Linked DNA regions of Anas platyrhynchos: region 2 is linked to region 1. Evidence: chromatin contacts called from public Hi-C data. All regions are on one chromosome and are shown on one strand. The core of a region is the stretch at or near the end of the contact, and the rest is flanking DNA. Distances in the headings are between cores, read along the strand shown. Region 1 has its middle 120 kb from the start of STXBP5. Region 2 overlaps STXBP5 (syntaxin binding protein 5).

Region 1 (6,696 bases), core at 1,602-4,101:
GATGTGCTGCAGAGGTGCTATTGTTCTGGCACAAGTTTTTGTTTTATTTTTGGCTGTTCACTGAATTCATCCTTTTGCACTTCAGATTATGCAACACAGAAAAAATAAGAAAACCGACATTCTTCTACTCTAATACCTGTGTAAGATTTTAATCCCCAAATTTCTATTTATAAAACTGAACACAGCTTAATCAAAAAAAAAAAAAAAAAAAAAAAAGGAGACTGCATCTACTTAGATAAAAAAAATGTGAAAAACTATTTCAGCTACTTTGACTAAGAAACTACTCAAACTAGGAACTTCTCAACACTTAAAACTTACAAATTTTAAAAAATATAAAAATGAACTCTTTGTCCTGGATATTTCTTAAAAAACATAAAGTAAGTCAAGAATGATTTTAACTGTCCTGTTGGCTCATTACAATCTATGAATTTGCAATTTTTTGATTGCTGGTTCTAGTTTCCTCATGGCATCCTCTACAGCAGATTTCGGCTGCATTGCTGACAGCAATCAGGGTTTTACAACATCTCCCCCACGTACAGGGTACCACATTCCCATGTCCCTCATCCTTGTGCCATGGTAGTGACCATGCATGAAGCTGGTGCTGTTTATTTAGAAGTCAAACATCCCAGGTGGAAACTATGGGGAAAGGCAGAAGACTGTACAATCATGAGGAGAAGACATGGAGGCAAAGTCCATATAGACCAGTCTGGCCCTGTTTTCACTGCACTGAAAGTCAGCATCACAGTGCATGCAGGGATGCTGGCTGGCTGTTTAGTTCCAGTGCCACGTGCAGAAGGGTTTACCCTTAGAGAGGGGCTGCATCAGAAGTTGTCTGCAGTGAGGAGTACCAATAGTGCTGCTCACTGACTCCTCGCTGCAGATGACTTCTGATGCAGCCCCACTCTGAGGCAGCTTGGGCCTCTATTTTTGTCCCTTTTCATTTGCTAGCAAAGTCATGAACACAAGATTATTTCTTCAGATGTCAGCAATACCCAGTGATTATTCCCCTGCTCACTTATAACTGTTTAGTAGCTGAATCACTTCCCAGCCAGCAATTGTGAGCTCAGAGATGGAGGCATCTGTTCACACAAACCGAGGTGTGGGAACAAATTAACTCTAGGTTGGAAAGAGGTGAGGGGGAAGGGGAAGACACAATTTAAACACAAGTATCTTAAGCCCTAAGGCAGGCAAGACAGCCCAGCAAAATGCCACACACTGCCCTGCAATGTTATTTGAGAGGGACTTCTCAAAATCACACAGGAGAGGTTTTTGAAATTACTAATTAAAAAAATCATGAACAAAGGCAAAGCTGCACAGTTGTACCTTATTGTCTCTTGCCAGTCCAATTCAGATTATCACACAGTAGCTTCATCTAAATGGCTTACCAAATTCTGTCACTATGCTTGGAAATATGATTTGATTGTTCTGGTGCAATAAAGCTTTCAATGGTTTGAGATGATTAAGGACTCATCAGTATGGATTTTCTGGGTTCTGCTGGCTGAGATGCCCCTGAGCCTCTGAGTTACTAAACAGGAAGCCCTGTTGTTTTTAGGTTTGTTTGTTTGTTTGTTTGTTTGTTTTTCCTTTTTTTTTTTTCTTTCTATTTCTTTTGCTCTCTTGTATGGCTACTCGCTGTATTTCCTAAATGCAACAGACTGCCTCTCAGCATCCGAGCTGGCTTCCCACCCCTCTTTCTCTGATGGAAGCCTATTCAAGAACAGTCTTCACAAGCTTTGCCCAAGGCTGTTATGTGGTCTGATAAAAGCCTCATGGACAAACACACAATCAACCATTTAAGCATCTTTTCCTGGGGAATACTCTGCATTCCCGATGGCAATTTTCCTGAGGTTAATTAGAATATGTCTAATCTTCATTGTATTTCCATCACCACCGCTTCCCTACAAGCTGTTTTAAAGCAACACAGATCTTTACAGATCTTACCTCTGACAGGGACAGCTTTAGACTTGGCAAAGGATGGGCAGGGAGGGGAAGGGAGGAGCAAAGAGGAGACAGGATAATGGTTAAGCCTGAGGCAGAAGCAACAGTGAGCATTTGTAGCCATGCAGAATTCAACCAGGAGCCCCTCTATTGAAGCCCTTCACACAAAATCTCTCTCACAGAATAACGCATACCCCTGTAACACCCTCCTGGGTGCCCTACAGCCAATGCTAGATAACAGAAAGAAACAAGCCTCCCAGCAAACAACCCCCAAGTCCTAGCATAACTTTTAAATAAAACAGAAAGGCCTCAAAATCAGATTTATTTATTTATTTATTTATTTATTTATTTATTGTGACCTTTTTCTTGCAACATGCCTGATCTGGACAGCCTCAGGCCTTTTTTTTTTTTTTTTTTCAGAAAAGTCTCCCCATGACTGTTGTCAGTGTGTAATTGCCTTCAGCAGCGGATATATGTCAGCATTCCTGCAGTCTTTTATATCTATGCATTAGTTTCAGGATCTCTGTATGGACAGTTAATGATCTCATGCAACAGAGTATAATGTCTCTGAATCCACAGGAACTATAAAACACGGACATTTTGCAATGTGGTTTGGGCTTAGGTTGGTACATGTGGTGCTTTGGGTCTGTATTTGGTTAGGTTTGCTGTCCTCCAGACACCAAGAGTCAGAGGAAACTGCTGTGCTTGCTGGCATGCGCATGCTGTGATGCAATTAACAGTTACCACCTTTTTCCTTTGAGGTTAAGAGCTAGAAGCAACAAATTAAATGTTGCCTCACTGCTGTCTTTGCTAAAACCACAGGAAGACTTGCACACGTGGTTGACTCTGAACAAATTTTCACAGCAGTTCCCAAAAAAACAAGGGGGAAGAGCCAGGGACTCTTTGTCCAGATAAGGAAACAGATGAGTCGAGAAAAGGCACAAGCAAGGCTGCTGCCCTTTATAGGGAAGAGAATAGAGCCCAAGGCCACTTGGATGCAAGGGGAAGATGTAGTGGCAGCACTGAGTACCTTCTTTCAGAAAAACCTCCAGAGGACATTCATTTTCAGCCCATGCTTCAAAGCAAGATAGCACAGCTGTAGGGTTTGACTTCAGAGTGACAGCTCTGTGAAGGATGAGTATTTGGTGTGCATTAGAACTGGAGACAAAAAGTTACTGTGACTTACTGTCCTCATTCTTATATAATTGGCTTATGAGTAGAATGAACAAAAGCATAAGAAAACAAAATCTGTCTTCCCTCACCCAGACTCTCAGTAGGCTGTACCTTCAGTATCAGTACAAATGCCTCTTTCCCTGGCTGATAGCTTTAAAAATCATAGGTAAATTATAGTTTTTGAGAGCTCCACCTTTCCAGAAAAATTGGATGATATTGGCCAGACAATGAAAAGGTGATGGGCAGAATCACTGGTCAACCTGTGGCCCCATCTCCACAGAAAACTAGGCTAGAGATCTCTTTTGCACAATGCAGGTATTCAGGCATGCTCCAAAACTCAGTCAGAGCATCTGCAAGATCAAACCTGAATTTCAGTTTTATCCTTCGCATTGGCTCAGAGCTGCAGACAGACTATTTCCGACACCCAGATACAGGGTGTCTCAGGAGTTTTGTGAACTAGAGAGATAGGGCTTGAAACCACATCATACAGGAGAGGACTTTGCAGACAGGCAGCTCTGGACTCACATCAGCTGCTGCTCTGAGGTCAGGCAGAGAGCTGAAGTCAAGGGAGAAAGGGTAAATTTTTTGCAGACTTTTTGCCAGAGTCAAAAATGTAGGTAGGGATTTCATAGAGAACTGGTATTATCATAAGCAAAACATAATGATTTTACTGGCACCTAGATGCTTAGGTGTTTATTCATCTCCTGCTCTTCATAAAGTTAATTAAAAGATCTCAGGATAAATAGTTTGGTTATTTGTTGTAGAGCTGGCTATTTATGTGACAATTACCCTCACTATTCATACTCAGCTGATTAATCTCTAGAAGAAGCTGAGGCCCTGTGTGAATTGATAACCTCAGCTCCTCATGCTGGTTGGGGAACTCGTCAGCCCAAAATGTCCCTCCCCAGCATCCAGCAATCGCCAGGTGAAGAAAGGAAAATGGGTTTAGAGAAAGAGAAAGTCAAGGACTTGGTAGACCTCACAAATCTTTTTCATCAGGAAAAGAAAAATTGCAGTCTCCCCTTGTTATCTTAGGAAAGGTTAACAGTTAATGATGGCGAGGCAGTTTGTGCTGATAAGCAGAGCTGGAACAGTACAGCACAGTCAAAAGAGCAACAAAATCTTTATCGGTTCTCAGGAAGCCTGTTGTTTGTGAGATTGTTTTAAAACAAAATTATATCAGAAAAGTGAACGGGAGAGTTTGGGAGCTAATGCCAAAACAGAATATAAGACAACTTCCTGGCACTTGCCAGAGCTGCAAAAATGCTGTGGTTTCCTCAGTCCTGATTAGACATGTCACAACTGCTTCTGCTGTCTCTGAACCAGCACCAACAAAAAACACAGCAGAAAGCCACTCTGAGGTGTTTTGACATTTTGAATGTGCATTTGCAGTTGCAGAAGAAGATCACTGGGAATTTTCAGCTGCTTCTGGAATAGCTGTTTCAGGGGTGTTCCTCATACAACATCTTAGCTGAGCAGATCTGAGGGGACAAAGTTTAAAGCTGAAATGTATTATGATGAAAAGAAGGTTTAGATGTTAGTATTGCTGGCAATTAAATTTATATATTGCTGAAATTTGTATTGGATCATACATGCATTACATATTGGTCTTCAGAGAACAATAGAGATGAAGGGATTTCAGTTCAAGTTTTGATCTGATTTATTTCTGCATTTAGCAATATTGTATATAATTCAGTACAATGAACTGAAATCTAAGCAGGTGCCAGGAAGACTCCGTAGTTAAGAATTTATTTCAGTTGTTTCCTCCCATGTTCCATTAGTTCATGTGGGGAAACAAAGACCCTCTTGGCATTATACAACTTAACAGAGCAGTCACCATGCCAGGAAACTTTGCTGGAACAAGTGTTTCCACCAGTATGAAACTAGGAAAATGTAGGCGTCCATGGATAGGTCTCACATAACCCCTGAGTGCCCTTACCATGACAACTCTAGCTTTGTATGTCTTCCCAATATTCCCATCATGGAACACAAATATTTCCCAGGGTCATATATATTTTCCTCCTTCTTTCATGATCAGATATAGCTGTTTGCATTTGCCTGCAAGACATTCTTCTCTTCTAACTTGGCATCAGATTATCTTCAGTTCTCAAAACTGCCCATGCAGCTAAGAGGAAACAATACTCCACTATTTTTGCTAAGTCTTAAGCACAAGCTGGATAGTAATCACTCTAAGTCCACTCGTGGAATAAACACAAAACACAAAGCATCTCTTACCTGAGCTTAAGATCACTTTTCAATATTATAAACAAAGTAAATTATACCAATTAGTCAAGTGCATATTATCAAAGGAAATTGATAAGCAGTTGAATAAAGAATCAGAAATAACGTTTTAACTGTAGATTGTTGTCTTTTCTTGGTTTTGAGACTCAGGTTTCTCCCCTCTTTTCCCTTGTTTCTCTTAAAATGTACTTCTATTGCATTCCTTAGAAATCATTTATGGGAAATATGAATTGTGAAACATCTCATTTGATTCATTAGTTTTAATTCATTCTAAATCCTGCATAGAAAAAATAAAAGATGTTTTAATACAATAGATAGACTTCTGTTCTCTGGATTCCCTCTTCCTTTCACTAACATTAGGGGCCCTGCACTCACATTCACTGTAACATACTCCATCCTATCTGCAGTGTTTCCAGTTCCCATCTCCACTTCCATCCCTGTTCCGGAGTTCTCTCTCCTGCACCCAGCATCCCTGCAATCCCTCTCTGCCCCTCCTGTGTCCCCTTCCATCCTGCTGCCTCACATAGCCTGATCCCATCCCACTGCTTCACCTGTATTTCACCCCTTGATTGGACAAAAAGCAGGAAATAAATGAAGCAATTGGAAGTAGAGTATGTAACAACTGGCCATTGAGCGGCTGCCTTAGGGCTGTGAGGCAATGGCAAAATCCTGCCTCTACTTCAGTGCAGGCACTGGTAGGGTATCTTTCTTCCACATCTGACTTTGGCAGAAACTATAGGAGTTTAATATCTCTGAGATATTATCCCTTAAGTCCTTTGCCAAATTTGACTGAGGTGAGGCAGCTGATGGAAAAGATGGGAAGGGGAAAGGGAAGGTTGGAAAAAAAACAGGCAGAGTTGCTACATCACCTTTTGATGCCAGATACCTCTTTGCAGTATTTGAATGAGATGCAACAATGACTGGACATTAAAATATCATTCAAACACAGTAATGATCGCAGCCTAAATCCATCCACCATATAAGTGCTTTATAATGTGAAAACATACTATTTGGTGGCATAACAAATACAAGATGTCAGGTTCTGATTGCACAGATATTTGTTGTTCTGTTGCCATTAATACTCCTAATCTATGGCAGTAGAAATGATGGAAGTGCGTTAATAACACATGAACCAGACAACTGAAAGGATTACCACCAGCAAGGCACCTGCTCCCAGTCTCCACAGAGGCTGCCTGTTCTACTGGAAAATAAATCCTCCAAAAAAAGTCCTTCCAGGATACATGGAGGAGCTCTCATTGCTGTGTAACTGAAGCAGAGTAGAGACTGCTTGGAAACATCACTTGTCCGAGCTTTTAACCACTTTTTTTTTTTTCTTTTTTTTTT
Region 2 (6,549 bases), core at 1,122-3,621, 140 kb before region 1:
TTACTCAGCAATAATAAGAAAGTGAAAATATTTGTTAAGCTTCACTTCTGTAATGCCTTCTATCAAAAAATATTCCAAGAAACCGCTGCTGCAACTCAGCCAAATACCAAAATCACTAGAAGTTGCAACATGCAGTAGTTTTACATATGCTGTACATGGTAATGAATAAAAACCATGGGACGCTCAAATATAAGCTGATACAATAAGCATTTAAGTTGGTACCTGTCATACCAAGCCTGTCATACTGTCATGATGTTCTTAAATGTACGCTAGAAGGAAAAATAAAAATAAAAACAAGGGGGGAAATTTTTCCCCCCAAAGTTCATGTAAATACCATCTTTACAAGATATCATTCAAAGTTTATTACTTCCTTCAGATGTGGGCATACTAAAACATCAACCCTTTAAGCAGGAACAAGCAACCCTGTTGCACATATACCATTCTAGACACATCTGTGGGAACTGAAAAAAATGAAAAAAACGATTAGCCTTCCTGCTAGTAAAGAACTCCACTTGAGCTAAACTCAAACATGTATAAAGAAAAAAAAAAAAAAGCTGTCTTCTCCTACAAGAAAAAACTTTATTGGGCAAACTGCCTGCAGACTTGTTTTATTTCTTTGAAGTGCTACAAGTCTGGAAGTGTTTTGCCTACAATCCCAACTAGTTTTGCATCCAAGGGCTACAAACAAAACCTGTTTGATACGCTAGCACAACAAGTCTGATTACTACTCATTTTTCCCATGAATGGCCAAGGTCCCAGCTCCAGCCTCCCAGAAAGGCTGATTAATCAGGAATCACCAACAAATCCCCCCACATGTCCCAAGTCTGTGCGACTCTAAACTTGGGAGAGCAGGTCGCCTTCAAAGCCACTCTGCCATCAACAGGGCTGCACAGCACAGACAAAGAATTGTTTCAATAGAACCAAGTGACATCTCATCCCATAAGCCACATATATAAGCAAATCTGATCCTCCTGAATCAGAAAAGAAAGAGGAAAGTTTGATTATTAGGCCCAGACCACTTGAGATAGTTTCCAAGAGCACATCTGGGCTGGGTTCTGGAAGAGGCCACTCACCACAAAGTGCTATGATGAACTAACAAAAGCAGCACTGTACCAATGAACACTCAAGAACTGAAACAGCATTTTTGAAGTTACTCCATGAGAAAAATAAACCACCTACAGACACAGAAAACTGCAAACATTTATGATAAAGACAGACCAACTATTCTTTTCTGAAAGATAAGCAGATTATTTCTATTAACAAAAAATTCCCAACATGCAAAACAGCAACACTCTCCTCAAGGAGAACAATCTCCTCCAATACAAGCGAGGAAGGAACTTATTTAAGACCTCCACGTTAGGCCACCCAACCCCCCACGTTGCAGTCACACAGGGACAAAAATGATATAGAGAATGGCAATTTTATAAAATGGCTACTAATAAAGGCAACCACAGAAGTAACAAGGAGTAACAGATAGTCGAGCACTGAGCTATGAAGATACTTGAGGCTGCTTGGTGTTTCAAAAGTTATTAGTAGGAACTGAAAATATTTATAGAGATTCAGCATCCCTCACACAGACTGCATTTACACTGGTCATCTTTAAAAGTGTTGTAATAATACAGTAAAAAGACTAACAACACGTATCGCCAACTGAGTAATTTCATTAGCAGTAAACTTTCCCCCAAATTAAGTATATTTGTAATATGTACAATAATACGCTTCTTAATATAATAGCCAACAAGAGGTTTCAGAATACATGTAGAGTTGTGTTGTGTTTGTTCGCTTTTAAAAGGTATTTGTGGTTGTTTTTTTTTGTTTGTTTTTTTGTAGAATAAACCAAGTTTAGAACAGAAAACACACCTATTATCTTCAATGTCAAGTCTGGGTACAACCACTGTGCTAAGATGCTATCGTGTTTTAAGTGGCACAAAGTAGTTTTACCCCTAAAATCTTACTCAGCACCACGAGCTTCTGACCTTGCTTAGCACTCTGTTCTAACTGCAACAATAACCTCAGCTACAGTCAAAAAAAAAAAAAAAAAAGCAGGAACATTAACAGATCACAGTGTGATCACCACACTCAAGTTTCCATGCCAGCTTCTTTGACATCAAAACTCACCAGCACCAATGCACCAACACCCTTGGCATTTTACATTACGCCATACCACAGAAATTGTTTCATCAGCTCTTTAGGCATCAGACAAATTTTGCTTAAGCAGCAAGGATTATCCCCTTGCCACTAGACAGTACAGGCTTAGAGAATTTTAATTTGTGTGCTGTAAAAACAATCACCATGCAAAGTACTGAGCTGAACTGAGACGTGTGTGCAGCCACACAGCTAAGGATGTCTTTCCTCTGACAGGAGCCAGCTGACGACCACAGAAACCACTGCGCTGACTCAAACCAGAGGCCCGCACATTCCGGCACCATCCCCTACATCGTCACTATGTGCTATGTAAGAACAGCACACAAATCTGGCCAGTGTATTACATGTTTCTAAATGTATTTAATATAAAATAGTATATTCAAGTTGAATTCAAAGAGGTGAATTGCTATGAAATTATACCAAAGACTTAAGAATTAAACATTTAAGTAACACTCTTGGAATTGAAGTAGACTCTCCCAAGTTTCCGCAGCCTCACTAGGAGCTGATCTTTTTCCTCAGGTCAGTCTTGAAAATAGAAGAAGACTACATTTGTAAAGGAAAACCCAAATTTAACCTGAAAGCAGGCAACAAGCATTTTTTCCTGTTTTTGAAGCCATCCTTATTAAAAAGGATTTCAGCAAAGTAACAGCCAAGTGTGTAAGTATTCTACCCAGGTCAGGGTCAACTAGACATAGAGAAGTTAAAGGCCATTTTTGAGCACTTCAGGGATAAAAGCCTGCCCATAACCTCAACGAAGGATTTCTACAACTTCTGTCAAATGAAATGAAATGCACTTCTCTTGTAGCCAGCTCCTGTTTGCCTGGAGGAACTGGAGAGCTGGACTCAGTGATCCTCATGGGTCCCTTCCAACTCTGGATATTCTATGATTTTCTGAAGCGGTGACACTGACCACCTGTAGTGCTTACTATGCCAAGGCAGATGACTTGACCCTGAGGTGCAATAGTACTAACAGCTTAATTTTTAGCTGTTTTAGGACGGAGCAAACCTATTAAGATTACAATTTTTAGTGACTAACAAATATTTGCAATTTAAACTACACAGAACCACCACTGGCCCCTTTGGAATTATAATCGCTGGTATTATAATTGAGCTGGTTTTAAATCAAAAGTCTACACTAAATACAGGTCTTTTCTTCCACAAAGCAGGGAATCAAACTGATACCAATGCATTCAAATATTAGCGCTGCAGAGCTGTGTTTGCTATCCACAGTAACAGAAGCCTTTATGGCTGTTACCACTAGTGCCACATTGTATGTCTTACAAGCAACTTTCCTGCATTAAATACATGTCTTCACTAAGTTTCAGTCACTTTTTCTGTTGAAAACTACAGGAGTTAAAGAGGCTGCACAAATGCCATCAAAATTCTGGTCTGGAAATGACAGAACTCACTGTTAGTTACATATAACAAGACGATCATAAAATACTGGAACTGCTTCTGTTTATTTGCTAAAATGCAAAACTGCAGTTCTGCAGTATATTCTAAAGTGTACTTCGCTGTTACCACTTTCTGTTGTGCTGTTTCTCCCACTGGGAATTGCTAGCAGAAAAAAAAAAAGTATGATCAAAAGTTGGACAATTTGCTCAGGAAAAGCCACCACCTCTCCACAATTTACCTCCACCCTCTGCCCCAAGAACAGCATTTATTTGATCTAGAAGTTACTGACAGAACATTCATAAGGAAAACAAAACAAAACACACAGTTCTTTTAAACTGCCATAGTTCTAAAGGTTTTGTCCTTTGCTACTGAAGTACAAAAAGAATGTTATAGAAGTTAACTCCTGCTGCCTCTTCCTTACAGCATCCTCCTCAGCATGGATAAATTTCATTCTTCCATTCTATGTCACTGCCCACAACTTTTTTCTTTTTAAACAATCCCTTTCACTGCTCAAGCAATTGGGACTGTATTCATAGTACTTTGATATCTCCACAGGCAGTGCCTGAAAGAAAACGGGTGCAACAGTCAAGTACCCTGTGTCAACAGCCACATACACTGTAGAGAATTGAAAAAATAAGTTTTGAACTTACATGCTTTTTGTTTGCTTTGTTGTTGTTGTGTTTATTTATTAACAGAAATAAATACAAAACAAGTTTTTAAAAAAGCAGAGTATTCTATGGGAATGGCTGCTATATGAACACTATTTGGTGAGCAGCCCTTATGAAAAGGCAGGGACATTACCTTAAAGAGGTAGGCTATTCAATCTCTTTTCTCTAAGTTCAGTAACTCACCAGGATTTCTTCCCAAAATGTTGTGTTTGCCACCTAATTATTTTAACAAATGAGATGTTCACCCTGCCAGCAAGAGATCTCATTATATTTAGTCACCTAAAGGGGAATTTATTGGGCAGGGGTGTAGAGGGAAGAGTTGTATTTTGCTTTTTTAGGTGGCTCTGCTTTTTATCTGACATCTAAAGGTGGCTGTGAAACTAATTTCACTGTGCCAGTTTACTGCACAAGTTTCATACTTGTACAAAAGGGAATGCTGTGCGAATTATTGTTATGCAGCTCACTCTGCATATTAATAAGCATCACTAAAGCTTTAATACCAACACTACAAAGTTCAGTCAAGAATGTTTTTCAACTGTGAAGATGAACATCTGTTCTGTTTAACAAGGTAGTAAGACTGGATTGAGCATATGCTAAAAAAATACAAGCAAGTTAATCCTATCAATTTAACATTAAGTGATCACAAAAATACAGCATTCTATTCTTTTCCCGTAATGAACAAGTAGAAAAATGCAAGTTGCTTTTGTCCATCTTCTGCTGAGCTGGTGTTACTAGGCCACAAAGAGGCAGGACCTTCAGCAGAGGAGGCAATGAAAAACATTAGATACCAGATGGATCAGTTGGATTACCTCTTTAGTTGGCTGTTCCTTAAGTGTTAAATATCTCATTTTAGCATGAACCAAAGATCTGGTGTTAATCAAACGCATACAGGGTACATGCCTGGAAGCAGCTTCAAGAGGCTACGCAGTGCACCCCTCTGCTTGAAACTGCACCAATCACATGAACTAAAGCAGGAGCTCACCAAGCAGAGCCACGAGGACCCTGCTTGCTTTGGACCTGCATCCTTTCTTTAGTTGCTTGCTTTCCAAAGCCAAAACAGCTCCTGTGGACACTTTTCAGAAGAATACAGGAGCAGAATGAGACAATTAGGTCTTGGGAGAAACCTCATGAAAGGATGAGTGCAGTCTGCAGCCTTCTTGCTGAAGAACCTGAGTCTTCCCCCATCTCCTCTCCACCCATGCTGCTTTCATGAGCACTGTCTGGTTTGAGCAGGACCTGCTAACAATTATTCTGGACATGCAGTGGCCACTGTGATTTTCTCATCTAATTAGGAAAGGAAAATAAGATTGAGGTTGCCCAGACAGAAAACAGATTGTCACTACCTCATTAAGACATTTATTAAACAAAAATCCAATGACATTCAGTAAAATTAACAAATAAACAAGAGTAGCCTTAGTTATTCCTATCAAGGATGAACTTCTCTGTAGAACAGTGATCAGGTAAAAAACTTTGAAAACTGCAGTGCTTCACACTGCACAGCACTTGGTCAAGTAATTCAAGATCAGAGTCACTTACCACAAAAAAAAGTTTCATAGGCTTTAATTGACTCAGTCAATATAACCTTACATTTCTCAAAACATTTAATCTTGTACTTTGTTTTCTGCACTAGCAGGAAACACCCATTTCAAGTTTCACCTACCTTCACTATTCCTGACATTTAAGATAAGGATTTCTCATTCACTCTGAATTTTAAGTACAGAAACACCAATGCAGAGTAGAATTACTGTGGACAAATGACTGTGGAAGCTGTATCCTGAATACAAGTGAAAAATTTCACCTAATACAATTTAAGCTATATCAATTGCTGAGTTACGGTTGATTTTATCTCAGTATAAGCACTATCAATACCTAGCATACTTTTTTTATTAAAAAAAAAAAAAAAAAAAGAGAATCATACAGATTTAAAATAGACTAGCTCTGCACAGGAAGCAATTAAGTTAGAACTACTACTATGCAGACCAGGGCTTTCATCAGGTTGTACAGATCTCAGGCATAAAAGCAGGCATCTCTTACCAAGGAGAGATTTTAACTGCAAGACAAAATGGTTCTCATTTGTGGCAGTCTCAAACAGAACATCAGTGTGTCAGATCAGACTAAATGATAGCCACTAAAGGAGCACTTTCATGAAACCACTGTAAAAATCAAGATGAATCTAGATTCAGTATGAATCTCCAGAGGTTGAGAGAATTGCTACGTATTTTAGAAATCAACTAATAAGGAATTTACCACTCTACCACAATCCTCATTAGTGAATATTTCACTTGTAGCTATTTCTAAGACTCATTTTACACTCTGCCTAAATTTAGTGGTGCAAATATCA

Evidence for each region. Hi-C and Micro-C count contacts between places; a contact is called where the count stands out from the background.
Region 2: a Hi-C map of F1 follicle shows a contact between it and region 1, with 2.2 times the contacts expected there. The contact joins two enhancer-like sites. A contact is called at or near these places in 2 of 8 Hi-C or Micro-C datasets (F1 follicle and small yellow follicle).

Annotation. Positions count from the first base shown.
Region 1 is chr3:52,089,201-52,095,896 of IASCAAS_PekinDuck_T2T, reverse strand. No RefSeq gene overlaps it. Among named protein-coding and RNA genes, the nearest start is that of STXBP5, 120 kb to the left of the region's middle. Within about 2 kb of position 2,851, at least 4 of the 8 cell types and tissues checked have an H3K27ac peak or open chromatin away from gene starts, as enhancers often do. A contact at or near this core is called in F1 follicle, where this site is marked.
Region 2 is chr3:52,226,848-52,233,396 of IASCAAS_PekinDuck_T2T, reverse strand. The region is part of intron 2 of STXBP5 (syntaxin binding protein 5); the gene reads right to left. Among named protein-coding and RNA genes, the nearest start is that of STXBP5, 14 kb to the right of the region's middle. Within about 2 kb of position 2,371, at least 6 of the 8 cell types and tissues checked have an H3K27ac peak or open chromatin away from gene starts, as enhancers often do. A contact at or near this core is called in F1 follicle, where this site is marked.